Linked DNA regions of Sus scrofa: region 1 is linked to region 2. Evidence: chromatin contacts called from public Hi-C data. All regions are on one chromosome and are shown on one strand. The core of a region is the stretch at or near the end of the contact, and the rest is flanking DNA. Distances in the headings are between cores, read along the strand shown. Region 1 has its middle 69 kb from the start of SLCO3A1. Region 2 overlaps SLCO3A1 (solute carrier organic anion transporter family member 3A1).

Region 1 (6,214 bases), core at 3,071-5,570, 200 kb before region 2:
AGAGCACCTTATCTAATTAATACACAAATACCTGAGAGAGTCAGCTACTTTAAAACACGTCTCTGACTCTAAAACAGTACTTCATAGCTGCCGGTTCATAGTCCTTGAAACAAAGGATTAGCTCTTGCATCTCCTCTCCTCCCTGACAGCATTCACAGTTCAATACCTTTCTTTTTCCTCCCCTCCTCCCTTCTCCCTCACTCCTGAGGGTTCCCTTAGAGACCACAGATCAGTCTCTAGGATGTGCTAATATGCTGGTTGGAAAATACCTTGCCCCACATGGATTTCCTCCTCAAGAAGTCATCATCCCTGACTTAGGTTGTGGTATGGCCCAGTCCTTCAAAACCAGTGGCCACTCAAAGTCACAGCCTCTTATTGGCCATTTCCTGGCAACCTTCACCCCTGGCACATGGAAGTTCCAAGGCCAGGGACTGAATCCAAGCCATAACCATGAACTACACCACAGCTGCAGCAATGCCAGATCTTTAACCCACGGTGCTGGGCTGGGGATCAAACCCACACCTCTGCAGCAGCAACCAAAGCTGCTGCAATAGTATCCTGAACTTGCTGCACCACAGTGGGAACTCCCCAGACTACCATCTGATTTACGGTTGTGGTCATCAGAAATCAGGTAAGGAGGCATTACCAATGGTAAGATGACCATTGACTAGTGGTCATCAGAAACTAGGTAAGGAAGTGTCGGCCTCTAAAAATCAATGTTTAGAGAATTGGGCCTATTAATCACTAGCCTCCCACCAGGACTTGAAGGATTTTTAGAAAATGTCTTTAGCTGTGTCTGCTGAAGGGACATGTGGGTGACTGGCAGCCCTTACCATCTCTGCTATCTCAGCAGTCACTGGCCCTGCCTGGGCAGAACTTCAAAATTCAGGGTTCGCAGAACAGCCCTGTACTCCCTCACATCCTTCAGTTGCCTCGCTGAAGCGGGGTCCCAGTGCTGAAAATGGAATTGATGTGTGTAGTTCTCACTTTCCTCTTTTCTTCTGTTGATTTTTGGGAAGAAGGGGGCAGGGGAAGAATATCAAATTTCACACCATCATCTTCAAGCCAGATGTCTTCCTCTGAGCATCAGGGTCACAACAGGAAGAGCTTAACCCTCACGCCCATTTTCCAAAATCTGGAGGGGGACTTTTGTATCCGTGCATATAGTCTTTTGTCTTTTTTTTTTTTTTTTTTTTTTTTTTTTAGGGCCGCAGCCTTGGCGGCATATGGAGGTTCCCAGGCTAGGGGTCTAATCGGAGCTGTAGCTGCCAGCCTACACCACAGCCACAGCAATGCCAGATCTGAGCCGTGTCTGTGACCTACACCACAGCTCATGGCAACGCCGGATCCCTAACGCTTTGAGCAGGGCCAGGGGTCGAACCTGCATACTCACAGTTCCTAGTTGGATTCGTTTCCACTGCACCATGACGGGACTCTTTAGTCTTTTTATCTTATTAATCAGACTGTCTTTAGCAAATGTCAGAGTTCCCTGCTGCCCTTGGTACATTTCATCTCTTGTGATGAAGTCCAAACACAGCCCAGAGGGGGGTCAAGCTGAGTGTGCACTGATTTCGAGGTAGCCTTCACTCTAGGCCCCACTTTCCAATTTTCTTGGGTTACACTGCACAATCTAGAAAGAGTGAGCCTTGAGAGCTTCTGTACTCCCTTCATTCAAAAAGGGACAGTGCCTAGAGTGATAAAAGACATAGGCTCAGGACTCAGTTGGCCCAAGTTTGAGGCCCAGCTCTGCCACTGCTGTCTATGAGAGTTGGCCCAGGCCACCGGCTTTTCTTAAACCTCATTGTCACATAGGGCTGGGGGCACTAAACTGAACTCATCGGGGTCAAGGCTCCAGTTCCATGCAAGCCTCGGGACCTGGAGTCCACTCCTGCTTCTTCTGCTCCCACCCAAGTTCTCTTAGTTCTCTGACAAGGTAAAAGCAGAAGACATTTTTCAGAGCCAAAAAGAATAAAAAAATGTGTCTCCCAAATGATGTTATCCACCTCCCAGTGCCGCCACATATCTGACAAGTTAAAAAAAAAAAAAAAAAAAATTCTACCCTTGGAAGAGAAGGGGAGGGCAGAGGCAAAGCAGTGTCCAGGTGGGTCATTGTCACTCCACTTTCCCAGTCTTGCCATGTAGTAGAAGATCCTTATCTTTGTAGGTCCTCCATAGGGGCAGGGGAGGGGTGGTGAGAAACACTCTGAAGCTGCTACATCTTGGCCTTCCAGAGAGTTATAGGGATGGTTTTGTTAAGAGGCATCTTGAGGGCATTTTATCCCAAAGCCTTTAGCACAAAAAACAATATAAAAAAGATAATCCTGGAAGTTCCCGTCATGGCTCAGTGGTTAACGAATCCAACTAGGAACCATGAGGTTGTGTGTTCAATCCCTGGCCTCACTCAGTGGGTTAAGGATCCCGGGTTGCCATGAGCCGTGGTGTAGGTTGCAGACACGGCTTGGATCCCAGGTTGCTCTGGCTCTGGTGTAGGCCAACGGCTCCAGCCAGTTAGACCCCTAGCCTAGGAACCTCCATATGCCGAGGGAGTGGCCTTAGAAAAGGCAAAAAGAAAAAAAAAGAAAAAAGATAATCCTGAAAATCCTAAAACCTTTTTAGAGCAATTATCAAACAGGAAGGAGTTTCTTAGACTCTAGGAAGACAGTTCATGATAGGAAAAGCCCTGGACAATGAGTCAGAAGACAGGGTTCTCAAAACAAACTTCAACCTTAACAAGACAGCTGAACTCTGGGGACCATAGTTTTCTCAGCTCTACCTAAGGGGTAGTAGGCTCTTTTTCACCAGTTTAGTGTGAAGATTTATGGGGATCTGTGTGAAAGACATTTAAAAATGACCATGTAACACAATACTATTATCAAAAATTATGAATAATAATGATAGTAAAAAGGAAAGTTCTTCAGTTCTTCTCCAAATTGTCTAAGAAGAGAAGACATTTGTTAAGGTCAGTGTTTTTGAAATTTTTTTTTTTTTTTTTTGGTCTTTTTGCTATTTCTTGGGCCGCTCCCACGGCATATGGAGGTTCCCAGGCTAGGGGTCTAATCGGAGCTGTAGCCACCAGCCTACACCAGAGCCACAGCAACGTGGGATCCAAGCCGCATCTGCAACCTACACCACAGCTCACGGCAACGCCGGATCGTTAACCCACTGAGCAAGGGCGGGGACCGAACCCGCAACCTCATGGTTCCTAGTCGGATTCGTTAACCACTGCGCCACGACGGGAATTCCTGAAACGTTATTTGATGTGACCTTCAATAAGAAAAAATCAGTTTACATTGTGGAGCCAGGATCTATATACATATGTCTCTGTGTGTACATATATATTGATTCCCCAGAGAAACAGGACCAACAGGAGGTATATAAAGATACTTATTAAAAAGCCATTGGCTCACCTAATTACAAAGACTGAGAATTCTTATAATCTTCCATCTGCAAGCTAGAGTCCCAGAAGGCCAACGGTATAGATTACAGGGTGAGACTGAAGGCCTAAGAACCAGGAATGCCAAGGGCAGAAGATCAATGCCTCAGTTCAATCAGTCAGATAGAGAGTAAAGTCAAACTTTCTCTACATTTTCTATTCTATCCAGGCCTTTGAGAGATTGAATGATGCTCACCCACTTTGGGAGAGGGCAATTGCTTTCCTAAATCCACCAATTCCAAAGCTTAATCTCTTCCAGACACACTTTCACGGACTTCTGAGTATCTCTTGGCCCAGCCAGGTTGACACCTGAAATTAACCACTACAGCATTCAAAAACAAAAATTTCACAAGATAAGACTTACCTTGAAAATAAAAGGGACTCTGATATGTTCTATTCTTTTCCATTCTACTTGAAATAAAATGCTGATTATAATTCTTAAACTTGATTTGGTTAAAACTCAGCCTAAAAAATACTAGTCTAGATTAGGGATCAGTAGACTCCCTCTAAAGGGCCAGGTAGTAAATCTCTTAGGCTCTGTAGGCCATAGAGTTTCTGTTGGAGAAAGCAGTCACAGACAATGCATAAATAAATGAGCCTGGCTGTGTTTCAATGAACCTCATTTACAAAATCAGGTTGCCAGCCCCCTGGTCATAGTCTGCTGAACCCTGTTCTAGACGAACTCGAGTTTTTTTAGGTAGAAATGTCCTAAAGGACTATGAGAATATAATTCAAATTGCCTTAAAAACCATCTGTGTCTCTAAGTTCATTGCAGAACTTGCTAACAACCTCAATTTGGCCTCCTGAATCAATCCACCCTCATGGAGAGAGAGAGTTCTTCCAACAGCAGAAATAGCCAACCCCGGGTCTCATGACAAGTCCTCCTCCCAGTGCAAATCAACAACCTGGCATCTGGTCATGAGTTGAATTACTGTGAGTCATTGCCCAAGAGCCTGACCAGACTTGAATGGAAAAAGAAGTCATATTCTGGAGCCTACAAAACCATGGACTGGATTCCAAAATGTCTCATCTCACAAAGCACTGCCTTCCCTCTCCCACTGCTTTCCATTTGCCCCAGCCTGGAAAAGTGAGATTGGAAGATTATTAACTATGGAAACCAAACCGATTGTGCACTGGAAAGGGCAGTTCTGTTTTCAGCTGAGTCTTTGACACTGTGTAACTATGAGAGAGGAAACTTCAATGATCACTTTGGTGAAGAACACGTTTTTTCCCAAAACTTTTTCATATGCAACATAAGTGACCTTTTAGTTCGACTTTTCCAGAAGAATCATCTTGCCTTTGTTTCAAAGTCAGTAGAGCCCAGCTTGGTGACCCTCAACAAAGACAACCTATGATCCTGCAATTGCACTCAGAGAATCAGTGATTTTTAACCTCCTCTGTCACCTTACTTAGTGCCTTAAAGGCATAGGGTCATTCAGAGCTCTCCAAGGGGTCAGAAAATTCTCTTTTAAAGGACCAGATAATAAATGCTTTAGGTTTAACAGGTCCAGAGGCAAAAGCAAAGAAAAAAATTCAGGTACTTACAGAATCATTTAAAAATGTGAAAAGTAGGAGTTCCCACTGTAGTAGAGCAGGATTAAGGATGCAGCATTGCTGCAATTGTGGCAGAGGTCACAGCTCCAACTCTGGATTCGATCCCTGGCCTGGGAACTTCCATATGGCATGGGTGAGGCCAAAATAAGGGGGGGGGACTATTCCTAGCTCACAGACCCCTCCAAAACAATTGGAGAGCAACATTTGTCTCATAGGCGGTAGTTTGCCAATCCCTGGCTTAGAAGGATGGAGGGCAGGGCAGTACCACAGCAGCATTATTCAACTGGAAATAAAAAGATAGATTTGGCTTTTGGAAAATATGCTTTCAATGTCATTGTTTCTTTTGATAGATAGCATTAAGTAAAGGGAATTTATTGTACTAGAATAAGGATATTTACGAGGCTAAAAATTAAGTACATAATTTAAGGTTAGAAAGTCTTAAAAATAAAATTATGTGGTTAGAAGGCCTTAACGGAAAAATTGTATGGTTAATTTTGCTTATAAATGTTATTCATGATGTAGTGGAGAAATATTTTAATCTGGTGGATTTAGGCAAGTCCTAGTCAATAAATTGAAGACACAGAAATGGTGTTATAGAGTAAAATTCCATGAAAATTCTACATTCTTGAGATCCATACAATGGAGTGAAGAAAAAAAAATGAGGAAAAAAAATGTTTAGAATCTGGCCTGTAGAGCAGAAGTCACCATGAAGATTGGACCTGGTTGTCTTGTTATGGGATCCAAGACCACATGTTAATGACATATAGAAGCAAAATCACATGCAGGTAATGTAGCAATATAACTTGGGGTGAGCTTCAAAGGGTCTTTAGAGTCCCATTTGAAGAAAGTACCATAGAGGGGTTGGGTGGAGAACAAAGAGTAAAATAGTGAACAACTTGAATGGTAAATATAGGAAAGAAGCTGAGTCCTTGGGAATGAGAACATTTGGGATGCTGAATATGTCCAGCATTCCTGCCAAACCATCCATCTTCATGACTCCATGTTATCCCATCTGTTCTGCTCATCACCACTGCTGTTGACCTGAAGCAGTGTAACAAAAAAGTGAATCAAATGGAAATTGTAGTCAAGGAGTGGAGCATGATCTTGGCTGGGAGAACAGACTCAAACTCCAGGGCTGAAGGGTGAGGTGAGGCTCCAAGTGGGAGAATGGGTACAAAGATCTGAAGCCAAAAGGAGCAGGAATGTATAGACATGAGTACACAAACA
Region 2 (5,477 bases), core at 1,223-3,722:
GATTTTCTCTCCCATAAGAGATGGCCTCAATCCTGAACCCCCTGTCCCCAATTACTGTCTATGAAGATGGATTACTTCTGATGTCGATATTTCCAATCCTTTAATTCTTTCTTTCCTCAGTGAACTAAGCTCCTTCATTCTTCAGTGAAAATGGTGCTGTGCCTAAGTTTCTGGCATCCGCACAAGGAAGAAGCTTTCTGTGTGCTTGTGGCCTTTAGAATGAAAGCCAGTGATCTTTAGCATTCTTAATTTCACAAACCACCAACTCGTCTAAGCCCCGGTCCATATTCCAAAGAGGAGGAAAGGATTTGGATGTCAATTTAAGTCTTAGCATCTGTTCTGTTATTCAGGGCTCAGAGTACGAGAATGTGCCCTCCCTTTTTTTTTAATCCCACTCAGTGGAAAATGCTCCCCTTTCTGTTCCCACTAGAAAAGTTGTACATGCCTTAGAATTTTCCCACCAGAGTCAGTTTAGTAATTACCCAGGCGTTTGCCTTTTGACAGCATATGCTAATGAGTCTAGGTTCATAGAACAAAGTACACTCTCGGAAATCATGAATGAATTGATATATGAAAGCTGCTCTTTGGAACAGGAGTCTCTGGAGATTTCATACTTTCCATGTGTCGTCATCTGATTCAGGGATCAGCAAACTATGGCCCATGGGCCAAATCTTGTTTTTATCAGTAAAGCCTATAACAGTGACTTTTACAGGAAAACAATGCCAACCTCTGCTCTAGTTCAACACTTAAGACTAAAGCTGCCACTCACCTACCCCATCTCCTTCTCTGATCTCTACCGCATCTTCCTGATTGGTTGCCTAAATCAATTACCAATCCCTGTACTCACCACTTGGGCTAATTATGACCCCATACCTGTAGTTTCACCTCTGACATACAGGTGGCTACAGTTTTGAGTGTTACACTGAGTTTCCATATATAAAGCACCTAGCATGATACCTGGCAGTTAGCAGACCCACCATCTGTATTTCTCTTCCTTCTTTCTACCTCTTCCCCAATGAGCATGACCATTTATCCATGAAAGAAAAAATTAAATGGTGCTATGGTGCACGGTACTGATAAATTTGCAATCAGACAGCTTGGGTTTAAATCACTGCTCTACCCTTACCAGCTATGTGACCTCAAGCAAGATGCATAATCTCATTAAACCTCCTCCCAAAACAGCAATCATAATAGTATCTGTCTCCTAGTAGTATTGTGACTATTCAGTGAATAATTAATGCGTGTTAAGCACTTAGCAGAAAGCCTTGCACCTGGTGTGTACTAACTAAATGGTCCCATATATTATTGTCATCATCAGTGTAATAATCATCGTTAGTTTCTTCCCGAGGCGCAAAGTGTTGGTGAGGATCGTGGCTTTCATCGGCTCTGCCCACACTTGTCTGCCTCACCTCTGCCATTTGAGGTCTGCTCTCACAAACAAAGAGAACAGGTGTCTTCCTGGGGGAAATGCATTCTGAGTTTCACCTTCTGAAATGTGGTGTCACTAAAAATAAAGGGGAAGCATTCGAGAGGCTGGGTTTGCACATTTCCTTTGGATCCACTGCCTGGTTTCCTTCAGAGCCCTCGATGTATCCTCTGCCAATCTGCCCAGCCTTAGCTGTGCACCATGTGGTTCCCACCCCACACAGTTCTAAGGAGGCTGCTGGGAGAAGACCCTCTTCTGCCCAGATGGAGCTGCCTGAGTCAGTCCATTCATTCCTTTGTGCATTCATTCATTTTCTCACTTAACGTATATTTTACTATTCCTTGCACTGCAACATCAAGGGAGATTTAAGATTTAACTTTGTCATCAAAGGGCCAGTCATCTGGGGACTGGATTTTGAGGATGTGTTGGAGAGGCAAGAACTTGGGGGCTGGGAAAGTAGGGAGTTTTAAAGCAATCCAAGCATAACATGGTGAGTGGATTAACAGGGTGATGGAGCGGAGGTGGGTGAGAGGCTAGGATGAAGCTCAGTCTGTGTGAAGTTTCTAAGCTTGTTTTGAGTGGGTTCTTTCTAAACCTGACTCCTTGACTATAAATCCCTCTTGCTCAGGGATTATTCTGCGGGACTGGTCAGGCTCTGCCTCCCTAGGCAGTGTTCTCCCTAACAGGCTACAGCTGTGGTTGAACAGAGGGCAGGCTAGAGTCACTGTGATGTGAGTGTCCCCTGCCACTAGCGATCCGTGAGCAGACACGGCCCCGGAATGACAGCTTTCTGGGTTCAGCATGTGCCGAGCAAAGGCCATTCACTGTCTTTCCCCAGACCCAGGAGATACGTGCAAGGTGGCACTAGGAAGGAGCAACCCCCTCCCCCACCCCATGCCCTCCAGGGGACCATAACTCAGGCCCTTTATGGAACAGTGGGTCAGTGCCCAGCAGCTGCGCCTTTCTTGTCAAACACTGGCCTGGGAGGGCCAAAAATAGCCCATCCTGGGAACAGTGTGCATCCAGGAAGTGGTGAGTGGGTTGCCTCCAACGGGGAGGGTGAGCCAGGACTCCTCATCCCAGGCGGCCAGGGAGGGCGGAGACCTGGGTAGCGGCTGGGCTGGGCTGGGCCAGATGTTTGGGATGCCAGGGTTCCTGTCCAGCTAGGCTTGCCTTCCTCTCCTGGCTCTGTCCTCCCATTCCTCCACTCCTTTGTGCTAAACCTCTCCTCTGAGCCCCCTGGTCCTTCTCAGAAAGTTCCACTGGGACGCCATCATCAACCAAGGGGAAGCAAACCTGACTCAGCCTGTGAGGCCCCTGGGAACCTGCCATCCGACTCCTCCCTGTGCCCTTTGTGCTCCAGCCAAAACTGGCTCCTCAGCATTTCCCAAACACTAGTGGCTTTTGCTCCAGCTCTTTCCTCCCCCACCCCTGCTCCGCCGCCCCCATCCTCAAGGATTGCTTCCTTCAAGGACCAGCTCACGTGCCAAGTCCTCCCTCTGTAAGGCCATCATAGGATTTATCATTTACCCTGGACTGTCTCAAAACAAAATTCACATACCAGAAGTGCCTGGGCAATTCAGGTTGTGAGGTCACCCTCTTTTGAAAAGAAACGGGTCCCTCCCTTTACAGGCTCCCTCTATTCTTTCTTGGAAAAACTGTTGGAACAGATCCCGTGGCACTGCAGAATATGGGCATCCAGCTAAATGTTCAGTTCCTGCCCTGGGATCTAAACTCCCTGGGGACTGCCAGCCCCTCCCCAGCACCCAGCACAGCTCATTGCCTAAAGATGGTGTTCATTTCTATTCAGAGAAGCCACCTGTTAGGGAGTGAGTTTGGATGCTGCGTGCCAGGCACAGAGCTACTGGCTCTACATGCATTCCTCTGCACTCCAGTGCTGCTCCACCAAGTGACCCACATCAGCACAAGAGCAGGAGGCCCCTGCCACAAAGCCTTGGCACTCCAGGCTCAGACCCTGATTTAGCTGGCAGACCAAGCTCTCCCAACTTCAGGCAGCTACCAGAGGAGATCCTGCCAAATTTGTGGCAGGAAACAGTTGATGGTTGCCAGAAAAGGACCACCTACAGGTCATGCCAACCACATGTTCCTTGAGATGGAAGGCCAGCCATGGCTTCTTGTGCTGCATCACTGGATCACTCAGTGATCAGAGCAAAGCCCCAGCTCTCTGTAGTGTAACTTAGCTCACACGCAAGAGTGCCTGTTGAATTAACCTTACAGTCTGGCCTTGGCTTTGTGGGGTGGGGGTCGGGGGGGCTGTATGAGAAATAGTTGTAAGAAAAGTTACTTCTGAAACTGACAACACTTATGACTTGAACCAAGCCAGAGCCCAGACTGACTTGAACCCATGTGGCAGGACTCAAACCCAGTTTAGAACTTGAACCCACAGTTTTTAAATTAGAATCACTCACCTGGTGTCTGGACTTAACTGAGGTTCAGGTTCTTTGTGCCTCAGTGCAGAAGGAATTCATTGAGAGACAAAGTGATAGGAAAGACATAGATTTATTAAGATAGGATGCTTGGGAGAGATACAAGTGGGCAGGCAAGGAGGCTCTGTCCTGAGGATTAGCTGGGCTAGAGTTTTATCATCTAAGGGAAGGTAGGGGTCGGAAAAGACCGCCTCTTCATCTTTCTTAGAGTAGCAGCTCCACCTTAGCATCCGGTAAGAGAGTAATTGACCCTATAAGGTCGAACTAGGATGGTCTAGGTGCTTATTCAAATCAATAGAAGGGCAGTCCTTAAACTCCTGCCCTTGGTCCTAAGGGCAATGACCTGAGGCATAGCTCATGCTTTTATTGGTGGTAAGCCTGCTTCATTCTGATGGCTTTCTTGAGCGATTATTAATTTACAGTGATTTCCCAAAGTTCCCTATTGGTCCCCTATTGGACCTCTACAAGTACCTCTGTAACTAGCTTACTCCATCCCTATCACTTCTACGCTTTAAGAGCCCTGTTGAAGTTTCCTTGAAGAATTAATGAGATTAAGCCCACATAGTAGAGAGATAACTACCCTCCCCCTTTTTTTTTAGCTGGGGTCAAAAAAGAAACAGTAAAATGAAACAAAATCTTAGGGGGGCATCCAAAATAGTAAATGACAAAGTAGAGTCTTCTGGGTGAAGGGTACAATGGGGCTTGAAATTCTGTGCTCCCACCAGCCGGCTCCCTCTACTGAGTATCTGAGAAAACAGCCTTTAGTGAAGAAGATTAATACCCCAGAATCACTAGTGGCTTGGGTTGCTGGAAAACACAGGATAAGCACGGCAGAAGGACAGGTGTTGTCCACCAGCCTTGCGGGAGGCATGCAGTGAATGCTGGTGGGCAGGTGCTGCCCGGGCTTGCCCAGAACCACACAGCTAGATCAGGAAAGCACCCCTGTGAGTCCCAAGCCCAGGTTTTCTGTACCGCACCTAATGAGGGGAACAGGACTCAGGTGTGACTTACCTGCATCAGCCACAGATCAGGCACTGGAGGGCTTTGTCCCTTCTCAGAATGGCATCCCTATGTGTGTCTGTAGGAGCAGCAGCGAAAGACAGGCTGCATCCAAAGTAGAGTATCTTCTCGGTGTACGCCCCCACCCCGCACCGGACTTAGGTCCATTAGGCCGGGGGGAGGGCTAGTCAGACGTAGCAGTCATTTTTTATTTTTATTTTTTAACAAGTTGTGGTTTACAAGATGCACTTGATTTTTCTGTAGAATCAGTAACCTGAGCAGGCAAGGTCCTGGGTGCTATGCATTTCATTTCTTACAACATTCCCATCTTAGAAATGTTGTCCAGTTAAGAATTTTGATAACAAGGTCAGGTGCTTTTTCCCCACATTTTTCTTGAAGCATGGCCCTGAGAATCACTGGGCAGGGGGAGTGGTAGCTATTTATTTCTAGAGACATCCTTAGGCTGCCCCTGTGAGGAAAGGTGGGTCTTTATCCTTCGTCTTTATCCTTTGTCTGGTCTAGTGGGTGAGCTGCCCCAGCTGAGCCAGCGGAAACAGTTTCTCTCCAATTCCAACTTAATCTTTAATTGACTTTCTTGGACAGAT

The links. Hi-C and Micro-C count contacts between places; a contact is called where the count stands out from the background.
Region 1: a Hi-C map of skeletal muscle shows a contact between it and region 2, with 3 times the contacts expected there. The contact joins two enhancer-like sites. A contact is called at or near these places in 2 of 47 Hi-C or Micro-C datasets (heart right ventricle and skeletal muscle) and 1 of 2 datasets of contacts at active chromatin or transcription factors (skeletal muscle).

Annotation. Positions count from the first base shown.
Region 1 is chr7:87,169,182-87,175,395 of Sscrofa11.1, reverse strand. No RefSeq gene overlaps it. Among named protein-coding and RNA genes, the nearest start is that of SLCO3A1, 69 kb to the right of the region's middle. Within about 2 kb of position 4,320, at least 11 of the 83 cell types and tissues checked have an H3K27ac peak or open chromatin away from gene starts, as enhancers often do. A contact at or near this core is called in skeletal muscle, where this site is marked.
Region 2 is chr7:86,964,541-86,970,017 of Sscrofa11.1, reverse strand. All of the region lies in intron 2 of SLCO3A1 (solute carrier organic anion transporter family member 3A1), which reads left to right. Among named protein-coding and RNA genes, the nearest start is that of SLCO3A1, 140 kb to the left of the region's middle. Within about 2 kb of position 2,472, at least 30 of the 83 cell types and tissues checked have an H3K27ac peak or open chromatin away from gene starts, as enhancers often do. A contact at or near this core is called in skeletal muscle, where this site is marked.